4 separate regions of the Mus musculus genome follow, and all the other regions are linked to region 2. The links are chromatin contacts, called in public promoter capture Hi-C maps. All regions are on one chromosome and are shown on one strand. Each heading gives the region's core, a stretch centred on a gene start, on an enhancer-like site or on the middle of the called end of the contact. The rest is flanking DNA. Distances are from core to core; before and after follow the strand shown. Region 1 overlaps Zfand3 (zinc finger, AN1-type domain 3). Region 2 holds the start of Rnf8 (ring finger protein 8). Region 3 holds the start of Cdkn1a (cyclin-dependent kinase inhibitor 1A (P21)). Region 4 overlaps Zfand3 (zinc finger, AN1-type domain 3).

Region 1 (2,700 bases), core at 6-2,505, 540 kb after region 2:
TGGGCTTTAGACATGGGGATTTTTTTTTTTTAAGATTTATAATTTTCTGTGTGAGTTTGTTGCCTGTATACATATGCACCACATGTTTGCCTAGTGCCCAAGGAGCCCAGAAGAAGATAGCCTGTCGTCTGAAACTGGTCAGGGAGGGTTGTGAGCCTTTGTGTGAGTGCTGGGACCACACCCAGATCCCCTGTGAGGTAACTTCACTGCATTCTTTGTTGGTAAAAATAAGCATCATCACAATAATTTGGGTATTTAATCAGGAAAACAAATGAAAAGTTGGGTGGGTATCCCCCTTCTTCACCCCCGTTCAGTCTTTGTTGAAAGCTGAGATGTCTGTCAGTGAAGGGCTGAAAAAAAAAAACGCTGGGTGTGTGTTGCGGGCTGCCTTGGCTAAAGCGCGCCACACCTGCAGGTGACGGCAGAGCTCAAAGTTCTTCAGGGCTTGCAGTGTTTTTCACATGTTCCCTTGTTAATTCTTGGAACCTTTCTGCCAAGATCAGATATGCTACAAGGGAGAATCTGCTTCCTTGGCAACACGCCGCCAGAAGAATTGCTTTTGTCCTTCATCTTTTCTGATCACCACATGATACCACATGCATAAGCATGGTGGTTGGGGCTTCGGTCAGCATTCTTACACAGTATTACTTATATAGAAAAAATCGTTTCTTATTTTTGTGCTTAAAATATTTTGTGGGAAGCAGGGGTGGGAGTGGGGTTGGCTTTTTGTTAGGCTTTCTTAAAGATTATTTGCTGTTGAGGCTTTTCCTGGGGCTTGTTATTTCAAAATTGCAGTTGTAGTGGGTGTTTTTTTTTTTTTTTGTTGTTGTTGTTGTTGTTTTTTTTTTTTTTATCACTGTGGTAAGAGTTACTTGGGGAGGAAAGGGGATTTATTTCATCTTAAACTTTCTGGTCACACTCCACCTCTGAAGAAAGTCAGGGCAGGAGTTAGAGCAGAGGCTGGGAAGGAGCGCTGTTGACTGGCTTTGTCCTCTGGTGAGCGGACCTATCTATCTCTATCAGTCATTAGTCAAGAGAATACCCTACAGACGACAGCTGACATGCTAACCGCCCTCCACAGCAGTATTCAGAACCAGTTAAAGGAAGGCTTCCTTCCTGTGGGCAACTAAGAGGTTCTATAAAATCTTTCCAGCTGATTCAGAACCTAAAAGGTCAGATGTAGCTTGCACCTGCAGTTGTGTGGTTGTTGGTATTCATGAAAACATTTTAATCTGAAATGTTGAACATTGCATTCTAAAGTGGATCGAGCCGTAGTGGTCAGTGTTACTCACCATGAGTGGCTCTCCTAAAAACGAGTCATCTCTCCTGTATCTTCTCCTTCTTCCCTTCCCCTCGTTTCTCGCCTCTCTTCCCCTCCCCTTCTTCTTCCTGGGAGGGCACCTGTAACTCACGTTTCTTCCTTGTTGGTCTTCCAGACAGAGTTCGTCCTCAGGTCTGCAGTCTCAGCATTTGAGGCAGAAAATGAGAAATTTGACCTACTTATGTAGTTTCTATCAGTAGAATATTAGGGAAGATATAAACCTTTCTTTTTTATTTGCATTTAATGTAACCATTGAAGAAAGATCAAAACAGTAAATCTGCCACGGCAAGGAAAAAGTATTAAAAATCCTTTACCTTGTTCATTCATCATTTTAGGTCTTAAGAGGTTCATTTGATCCTGGAGTTGGGGGGGGGGGTGCAAAATGAATATAAAATATTTGACAAAGCTGCAAATGTTTTAATTGAAAAGGTACCACCATCCCATGTTTTGCCCAATTAAATAAAGTCTTTCCCACTGTAGTCTATGATGTGTCCTAGAGGATGTGGGCTTGACCGTTGAGGAGGTAAAGGGAGATGGCCCGTGCTTTGTTCTGTGTTGGCTGGTACTGGGTTTTAGTAATTAGTGTGTCTCACGTGTTTGTGTTAGATAATGAAACAAGGACTCACTAAGGCACTAGATACGTGGATGACTGGGTGCCGGGCGCTTCAGTCTGAAACACCACATCTGGTGCATAGATTTTGGGAAAAGCAGGGGAATGCTTCCTGGTTTGTAACAGTGCCCCTAAATGAGAGCAGTGTCCCCTTGCCACCAGTCACTTGTGTCTGTGCTGTGCCAGAGCGTGTGAACTGGCTTGTTGCTGTTTTAGAACAGTGTGGGGTGCAGGGTGGCCCTTGGATTTGAACCTTTTCTTTCTGTGTGCTTTGAGCAAATTTAGTTTGCTTACGTTCGTGAATACATGTAGAACATTTTAGTTTTTACTTTTATGGTCATTTATCGTAGCTTGCACTCTTACCAAGGAGAAAGAGGCCCAAACACACCCATTAATTTAGCTGTTCTATTGCTCCACTGGGGCAGTATGTCTGAGCCTACAGTATTCCCGAATGGTGTAGAGAAATTTACTCCGTGTTGCTCCTGGGTGCTTTTGTGTTTCTCAGTGGCAGCGTCTAGGCAGTGCTGCTCCTTAGGGTGTGAGTTGAGCTAGAAGTCACTGGGGTGGGAATGGAGCCTTGCGCCCAGAGCAGACTCACCAGAGCGAGCAGCAGAGCACAGCACAGCGCTGGGGATAAATCTCCAGCACCTGGCAATGATACTGCCCATTAAGGAGACTTTTTTTTTCCCTACTTGGTTCCTGGCTATACTAATAGAACAGCATATCAAGCAAGGCTGTAAATAAAAGTTATTACCTAATAGGTGGGTGC
Region 2 (2,700 bases), core at 154-2,653:
GGGATCTGATATCCTCTTCTGGACATCACAGGCACTAGGCACACGCGTGGTACATACATACATGTTGGCAAGACACATACATAAAAATAAACCGAACCAAAACAATCCATAAAAATAATAAACTCCAGTTCCAGGGGATCCAACAACCTCTTCTGGTTTCTGCAGCCATTGGGCATGCACTTGGCTCAGAGACATACATGCAGGCAAAACATGTACACATATATCTTTTTTTTATTTTTTTTAAGATTTATTTATTATATGTAAGTACACTGTTGCTGTTTTCAGACACACCAGAAGAGGGCACCAGATCTCATGATCTCCTTTCGGGTGGTTGTGAGCCACCATGTGGTTGCTGGGATTTGAACTCAGGATCTTCAGAAGAGCAGTCCGTGCTCTTAACCGCTGAGCCATCTCTCCAGCCCATACACACATATCTTAAACACCCAAACTTCAGCGTGGAGAGAGAAGGGAGAGTTTCATCTCCCTAGCCCCTTCAAGCCCATTTCCATTCCTTCTGTACCCTGTATGAGCCCCAGGTAATGCGATCCATCTCTACAGATTTGCCTGGTATAATTTTTAAAGATTCAGAAACAAAATGAGGTCATGAAAAACAAATAGATGCTAAATAGGAATAGACTGAATCAACCTTAAAATGATCAGACTTTTCTAAATCACTCAAAAGTGGGTTATAATGGGGTGGAGGTATAATTTAGCTACAGAGTACATCCTTGGCTGTGTGTTCAATGTTCAGAATCTCCTACTCCCAACCCAAAGTAGGCTATAGTTCTCAATAAAATGGTTATGGCCGTCATCACCGTGTTATAAAGCAATTTTTGTTTGTTTTGTAGACACGGTCTCATATCCCAGGCTGGCCTCTAACTCACTGCATAGCGGTAGATGCCCTTGAACTCCTCATCCTCCACCACACTCTGCCAAAGGAAAAAGGGGTGGGATACAAATAAAGGTTCAGGTTCATTGCTGCTGGATCTGGGGTACTGGCTTTGGAGAGCGCAGAGAGGAAAGAAGGTATTGGGAAAGTCATTATTATACTCACGAACCCAAGGAAAGAGAGTGTTTCTGTTGTTTACTATAATTTTTAATCTATAACTTTTAAGTGTTTATTACTCTGCGCGCACACAGGCGCGCGCGCACACCCACACCCACCCGCTAGGGTGCGCATTTGGAAGTCAGAGGCCAATTTGAAAAGTCAGTTTTCCCCAGCCACCATATAGGTGAAGCCTGAGCATCGTCTCCACGCTTGCCAGCAAGTAGCTTTACTCGTTGAGCCATCCTCCAAGTCCTAAAATCTATGCTTTAGTTTAGGATTTTGTCCGCAGCAGACGTTACGCTCGTCCTTCTTCAGGCTCACACCTGCGCACTTCCCGCCCGCCTCCCGCTGCGCACGCGCACTGCCCGCCTTCCCAGGCCTGGGGCGGGCCCGCGCTCTCAACGCGGTCGATCCCCGGGCGATTGCTTCTGTCTTGTGTGTAGATTAAGTTGCGCGAGAGGAACCTCGGAGGCGGCCGGAGCTCAGGCTAGAGGTTGGCTGGTTGCTGAACGCTGCCCCAGTGCCGGTCGGGCCATGGGCGAGCCCGACCCCTTGGTCTCGGGGCAGCTCGCGGCCCGCCGGAGCTGGTGCTTGCGGCGGCTGGGGATGGACTGCGAGTGGCTGCAGCTGGAGGCTGGGACTGAGGTGAGGGCGAGAGGCCTGGCGAGCTGCGGGAGCGGGGGAAGGCCGCGCACACCGGTCGGCGGGGAGGCGCCGAGGCAGCGGGCTCCGGCCACCTCAGGGCCCGGAGGGACCGGGCCGCGAGGCCAGGCGAGTCCGCGGCTTGAGGCCCGAGCTGGAGGGCGGCTGCGCGGGAGCGGGACCCGTGCCGGAGCCGCTGTAACGGACGCGGGCCTCCCAGCGAGGAGAAGGATGGGGTCGAGAACAGGCACTGTCCCAGTTAAGGGTCTATCAGAGACGGAGAAACTGAGGCAGAGGCGTCCCCACTGATTCCTAGGAGTGGCGAACCTGTCTAGGGAGTCTGAAGATGGACGCCTGGAAGGCTGCGGAGGGCGTGGACTCTCTGGAGTTGATTTTAAGTGTGATCAGGAGTTTAAGGGTAGCATGCCTAAACCCCTCGAACTGTAATACTGAAAATAAAAGTCTTCCATTCCATCTCCGAGGGGAACTGGAGCGTCGGGGTGGGCCACTCCTGAAGTGGGTCAGCCTTCTCTCCAGAAACTGCTCACAATGTAAAGCTGACTTAAAAGGCCGGTGCTGGGGATTGAACGCAGGGTCACAGAACTTGGAAGGCAAGGACTCTACCAAATGAGCTGTATCTGCAGCTCCACAAACGCAAAATTAGAAACAAAGACAAAGTGGGAGGAACAGTTCTAAGTGGGGGAGAGGTGCTGGGTGCTGTTGTGGGCTTTCAATCCTTGCAGTCTGCTCTGGAAGCAGAACTGGGTCAGGGATGCGCTTGCAATGTAGAATCCTTGAGGTTTTGGAAAGCCTGTACAGTACTGAATGTTGGTCATGTGTACTGGCTGGTCTTTTGTCAACTTGGCACACAAACCAGAGTCCTCTGAAAAGAGGGAAACTTAATTGAGCAAATGTCTCCATAAGATCCAGCTGTAAGGCATTTTCTTAATTAGTGATTGATAGGGGAGGGCCCAGCCCATTGTGAGTGGGGTTGTCCCTTGGCTGGTGCA
Region 3 (2,700 bases), core at 60-2,559, 520 kb before region 2:
GCCTCGTCTCAAAAGACCCCAAACAGAAGGAAATAAAACTGACTAGAGACATGGAGGAAGGTGGGAACGGAGAATGTCTTACTGCTATGTCTGTCAGGAACATCCGTAGATGTTTCTAGAATTGTCCTTTATCAATGTCATTTTAGTGGACTGTCTGGATCTTGGGAGGGGGAGTATTAGACATTTCCCTCATTTTGGACCCAGAGAAAGAAATCTGCAAGCAGAGTACTCTGGGCAGCTTGCCAGAGGTCAGCAGGTAGCCATTAGTGTGGTCCCAGTCAGGTCTTGATGCTCTCACTTGCAGGATGTATTATGGTGTGAGAAATGTTCACATGCTGGCTTCTGAAGAGGGGAGAGGGGAGGTAAGGAGCCTGGCGGCTGTTTTTCTTGGTAGTCCGTGGTCTGAGAACTGGACTCAATCTCCCCGATTTCTGAGGCGGTTGACAGCATCCTTTCCTTCTGTGGAACTGCTTTCCTCGTCTGTGAGACAGGGAGGAAATGATCGCGTTCTGGACCCGATGTCCGAGGGGCTTCTGGGAGGAGGGGGAAAAAAATCTCCAGACATAGTGGGACTTCTTGGGATTTTAAACTATTTTTTATTATTTATGGGCTTGTTTTGTTTTTGAGAGGGTCTCAATGGATAGCCCAGGCTGGTCTTGAACCTGTAACGCCCCTCGTGCCTCAATCTCCCAAGTATAGGATTCCAGGCTTTTGCTATCATACTCAAATGATCAATTTATTTATATTTGAAACAGTGTCACATATTTCAAGTTGGTCTCCATCGGAATAGGTAGCTGTCAAAACGACCTTGAATGCCTATTTCCCCCTCCTCACCCCCCACTGGGCGCTGTTATTACAGACGTGACCCCGCATGCCCAGTTTATGGGGCCCTGGAGCTCCAACCCAGGGCTTCACTTCCAGCAAGTTAGGCAAACACTGTACCAACAGACCCACCTCCCGAAACCCAGGATTTTATTTACTAATATCAGTGATCTGGAAAAGAGTTAGTCCTTCCCACAGTTGGTCAGGGACAGACCCATAAACACTCACTCAGCTCTAACTGTACTGTTGTTCATAGATGTATGTGGCTCTGCTGGTGCGCTGCGTGACAAGAGAATAGCCCAGGTGTGGGGGAGGGGAGGGCGCGCCCTCTTAACGCGCGCCGGTTCTAGCTGTCTGGCGCGGGCTTAGATTCCCAGAGGGGAGGGCGGGCCAGCGAGTCCCCGGGATCGGTGAAGGAGTGGGTTGGTCCTGCCTCTGAGGGGGCGGGGCCTGGGCCGACGCTATAAGGAGGCAGCTCGACGCCAACTGCAGCAGCCGAGAGGTGTGAGCCGCCGCGGTGTCAGAGTCTAGGGGAATTGGAGTCAGGCGCAGATCCACAGCGATATCCAGACATTCAGAGGTGAGAGCTTCGTGGCAGGGAACAATAGTTCTTCCCCGTAGCAATGCGCTGAGCCCAGTGGGTGTCCCCAGAAGTGTGTGTGTGTGTGTGTGTGTGTGTGTGTGGTGATGAGTGGATCACCTGTGTGTGTATATGTGTATTTGTGCGTGCCCGCCAGAGTCACAGGTGTGTCCGCGGCAGGTGGATGACGGGTGTGGGTCTGAGCGTCCGTGGTGGCTGAAGGCTTCGTTTGTTGGAGTGTGACGAGGGTCAGGCTATGTCGCGGACTCGGCATACAGAGTCTGAACTCCAGGACCACGGATGGCAGCCACTCTTCCAGTCCTTGGAGACCGGGTCCGAGCGATGGCTGGCGGGGATCGGCTACCGGGAGCTCGCTTCTGGTTGCCAATGTTTCTAGGGATTCCAGGTGCGGCTCGCCCAAAGCGTGAGAATGAAGCTCACGGTGCCCCGAGATGGGTCCTGGGTGGCGGTTGTGACAAGCTTCGGCGAGTCTATCTAGAGCTTAGCGCAGAGCGGTTCTCCGATCCCATGGGTGCCGCCGGATCCCCGGTCCTTGTGAACCAAGTGCCCTGTTTCGCGGTAGCCACCACCCCACTGGGCTCTGAGGTCAGCGCGAGCTGTGTCCTCCGCCCTCGGGATCGTGCCTGGGCACGTCCTAGAGGACAGGCGAGGAGGTGACTCATTGTGACAAGGAGACCCCGGGCACTGGATTGAGACCAGAATCGCGCCACAACTGGGGATGGGTCAGTGGCAGCCCAGAAGCCCCTTTCCCTGCCCGGGTACAGCCTCGTTCCTGCCCCGTCCCCTCCCCCGCGCGGCACAGTGACCTATTTGGCGGGCACAGTATGTTCCCAGGGAACCCGGGACACGGGGAGGTCCAGGACGCGGTGTCCGGTCCCCGCTCGGCGGCGCGCCCTCGGGGACAGGGAGTCTGGGCGGGTCCTGTCCACCCTGCCAGCCCGGGAAGCGCAAAGGGTCCCACCCACCGCGCCCACCACGACCCGGACCAGTGACCGTGGGGCGCGAGAGGAGCCCGCACTGTAGAGCGGCCGGTATCCTCGCGGAGTGAGGCTTACGGGTGCCGTACATCAGACGCCCCGGGGCTGGGGCCCTCGACCCAGTCCACACCCAGTGTAGGAAGGTGACCAGGCTGAGTGCGCCCACTAGGGCACATCCATTCCACTCGGAACCTCCGGGGACAAGGGCTACACTTGCACCCTGGTCGTGCGGGAAATACTTTGGGCTTGGGTTTGGCATTTGGGGGCGCGCTGGCAGCTTCCTCTGTCCCCTACGTCGCG
Region 4 (2,700 bases), core at 201-2,700, 570 kb after region 2:
GCTAGCCTTGTGCTGCCCAGCGGGCTGCGAACAGGTGAGTGTTAGGTGGTTAGGATCTAGGATTGGCATCTAGCATTCTTCACAGGAGAATCTTAGTCTAGAATGCCTCTAGAATCTAGGTCTGTCCATGCAGTGTTTTGTTTTTTAAGTTTGCTATTCTAGGGTCATTAGACCCTAGAATATAATACATTTATAAGAAAGGGAAAATCCCATTTGAATTAAGTACAAAAATAAGTTTTTAGTGGATAATGAGGGAGCTCACTGTCTTGAAGGTTTTGGTCCCCCCCCCCTTCTGTCTGTCTTTCTTTTTTGGGTACACAGAATAAAATGCCAGATCTAATCCCTCCACATGCTCCAAAAGCAACGCGTAGGAAGGAGCCTGTGAAACAGGCCCTTTTCAAGTCTCTTTTATCAGTTTTTCCAGGGAGAGGCTGGTGGGTTTCGCGGACAGAGGTTTTTAGCGGCTTAAGCTCCTGTAAATGGTGGAGGGAGAGACAGCAGTGATGTGTGAGGGTTCATTAATTATTGCTCTTACTGATGGCTGCACAGGCTGTTGGGATCATAAATGTCAATCTGTCAAGAGACTGTGATAGGTCTGAAAAAACTGATTGAGTACCTCAAAGCTGCCATGGAGCGGAGACAGACAGACAGGCTCCTCTGTTTCTCGCCTGTGTGCAAGGTGTGGATGAAGGGGGCTGCTTCTTTGTCGTTCGTTGTCTCTAGCTTTGGGGTTCTGTGCTGTGGGCTGCCTGGAGCAGAGGGTGTGAGGCCCCTGAGTTGTCAGCAGGCCACAGCCACTGTTAGCAGCCTGGAGTGGGCGTGGGCTGCCAGCCGTACAGCGCCAGGAGAGTAAGAGAGACGGGATGCGGGCTTTGACAGGCCTGACAGAATTCATTTGGAAAACTTCAGGAGAGAACATGAGTAATAAAGACAGGAACAGTGACAGAATGGAGCAAACGTGGATCTCTGTCAGAGACAAACAGTTTGAAAAGGAGCAGCCCTGTTTGTTGCCGTCAGGCTGCCGTTGTAAATGTATGCCTTACTTGAAAGACTCAGTGCTAGTTACTGTCTGCTCTTGGCTAGCAGAGTCCAATTAGAGGAATTTCTCTCTGTAGACATTTGTTTTTTAAAAACACTGCACTTGTTTCCTCTGTCACATGATGAGCAGTGGCTGTCTTCAGACCAAGCAATTGGACACCAGTTAAATAGGTGAAAGTTTTCTATAAGGTCTCACGTGGTGTCTTTGTCATTGCTAAACACTGGCCGAGAAGAGGGGTCTACAGCGTTGAGGGCCTGGCATGGGGTGTGCAGCCAGCGTGGGCATACCCAGCCTGGAGTAGTTCTCTGGGGGGAGCTCACTGGGAAAATGTGCTTTGTTGGCTCTTTATGAAGGACCTTAATTAGAAGTCACTCGGAACTCCTGGGGTGGGAACTGTATCAGCCTTGGCACTGCCACTCCTCCTGCTGCTAATGAGCGTGCTCCCCTCTGAGGCGCTTTCTTCTGACAGTTACAGCTGAGTGTGAGAGTTATTTCTGTTCACCTTGCTCTCCGCATTTAACCCTTACTGCTCAAGTTCAGCATATGCAAATAGATTAGTTAGATGGTCTCTGCCATTGATCCCCAAGCTGAGAATGCTACAAGTTAGAGGGGCTGAATCTCAGAAGCAGAAGGCAGATAATCAAGGTTTGATTTTTTGTTTTTTCCTTTTTACTGTTAACTCATTTTTAGGTCTTTTCTGAGAGCTTTTTTTTTTTAAACTGACTTAAAATTTATAATTGAATAGTTGAATTATTTAGGTCATTATTATGTAATTAGAATCTGTACAATAGACATCTGTTTCTCTTATTTAGGTAATTTACCCCACGGCACAAGGTTTCATTAAATAATTAGCAGAGGAGATATAAAATTCTTCCATAGCCATGATGCTGAGCCTGTAGACTTCTGTTTATTTCATTAGCTTCTAATTAAAACACCAAGTTGACCTGTGAGAAAAATGTTGGAGAGTGACTTACTTCACGGAGAAGTGACATGCAGTGCAATCAGCCTTGGCGGCAATGCAGCAGACAGTGGGAAGTTTCAATCCTCACCTCCTCACACCAGGGAGCCTTAGAGGGCGCTAGGGTCTCTTCCCATTTAATGTAAGGCCATCAGTGAGGGCCGAGGAAGTCAGTGTATCCCAGAGCCTTGCTGCTGAGGGTCTTAGTGTCTGGGAAGAGTGCCTTAGTTCTAAGAGTGCAGTCTGCTGAGTGGGTCATCTTAGTGGAGAGCAGTGGTTCTCAGCCGTGGGTCTTTCTACCCCTTTGGAAGTCAAATGACCCTTCCTCAGGGTCACATGTCAGATATTCTGTATATTAGATATTTATAATATGATTCACAATGGCAGCAAAATTACAGTTATGAGTTGGCCACAGGGTAATTTTATTATTGGGGGGTCACAGCATGAGAAAGGTTGGGACTACTGCTGTAGTCCTGTAAGACTGATGCTCACAGCACAGCTGTGCATAAATGGTTTGGTTGTCCACTTACACAGAAGTGAGGGCACGGCTCTTGGAGAAACGACTAGGGCCCAATGGTCGTGTAGGATGGCCAGTCCTTTGTAGGCAGAAACTGTTGGTAGAATCAGAAGCCTTCCATAGGCGCTGCTGTTTGAGAATACCTCCTTTGTGTTTTCTACAAGAACACATGCAATCTTGGTGTCT

Evidence for each region. Promoter capture Hi-C pulls out the DNA fragments that hold promoters and counts their contacts.
Region 1: a promoter capture Hi-C map of the HPC-7 cell line shows a contact between it and region 2, with 2.9 times the contacts expected there. The contact joins the enhancer-like site here to the promoter of Rnf8 in region 2. A contact is called at or near these places in 4 of 39 promoter capture datasets (the 3T3-L1 cell line, the HPC-7 cell line, hippocampal neurons and 1 more) and 1 of 115 datasets of contacts at active chromatin or transcription factors (forebrain).
Region 3: a promoter capture Hi-C map of liver shows a contact between it and region 2, with 2.2 times the contacts expected there. The contact joins the promoter of Cdkn1a here to the promoter of Rnf8 in region 2. A contact is called at or near these places in 1 of 39 promoter capture datasets (liver) and 3 of 115 datasets of contacts at active chromatin or transcription factors (bone marrow-derived dendritic cells, bone marrow-derived macrophages and pancreatic cancer cells).
Region 4: a contact with region 2 is called in a promoter capture Hi-C map of the HPC-7 cell line, with 2.7 times the contacts expected there. The contact joins the enhancer-like site here to the promoter of Rnf8 in region 2. A contact is called at or near these places in 3 of 39 promoter capture datasets (the 3T3-L1 cell line, the HPC-7 cell line and hippocampal neurons), 2 of 115 datasets of contacts at active chromatin or transcription factors (astrocytes and memory CD8 T cells) and 1 of 9 other capture datasets (adipose tissue).

Annotation. Positions count from the first base shown.
Region 1 is chr17:30,158,471-30,161,170 of GRCm38.p6, forward strand. The region is part of intron 4 of Zfand3 (zinc finger, AN1-type domain 3); the gene reads left to right. Among named protein-coding and RNA genes, the nearest start is that of Zfand3, 150 kb to the left of the region's middle. Within about 2 kb of position 1,256, at least 18 of the 459 cell types and tissues checked have an H3K27ac peak or open chromatin away from gene starts, as enhancers often do. A contact at or near this core is called in the HPC-7 cell line, where this site is marked.
Region 2 is chr17:29,613,386-29,616,085 of GRCm38.p6, forward strand. It overlaps Rnf8 (ring finger protein 8), which reads left to right and starts at 1,404. Exons shown (of 8, transcript NM_021419.2): 1 at 1,404-1,693. The coding sequence starts at 1,583. It overlaps Gm28043 (predicted gene, 28043), which reads left to right and starts at 1,404. Exons shown (of 28, transcript NR_132314.1): 1 at 1,404-1,693.
Region 3 is chr17:29,092,460-29,095,159 of GRCm38.p6, forward strand. Cdkn1a (cyclin-dependent kinase inhibitor 1A (P21)) reads left to right here and starts at 1,310. Exons shown (of 3, transcript NM_007669.5): 1 at 1,310-1,402.
Region 4 is chr17:30,187,416-30,190,115 of GRCm38.p6, forward strand. All of the region lies in intron 4 of Zfand3 (zinc finger, AN1-type domain 3), which reads left to right. Among named protein-coding and RNA genes, the nearest start is that of Zfand3, 180 kb to the left of the region's middle. Within about 2 kb of position 1,451, at least 66 of the 459 cell types and tissues checked have an H3K27ac peak or open chromatin away from gene starts, as enhancers often do. A contact at or near this core is called in the HPC-7 cell line, adipose tissue and astrocytes, where this site is marked.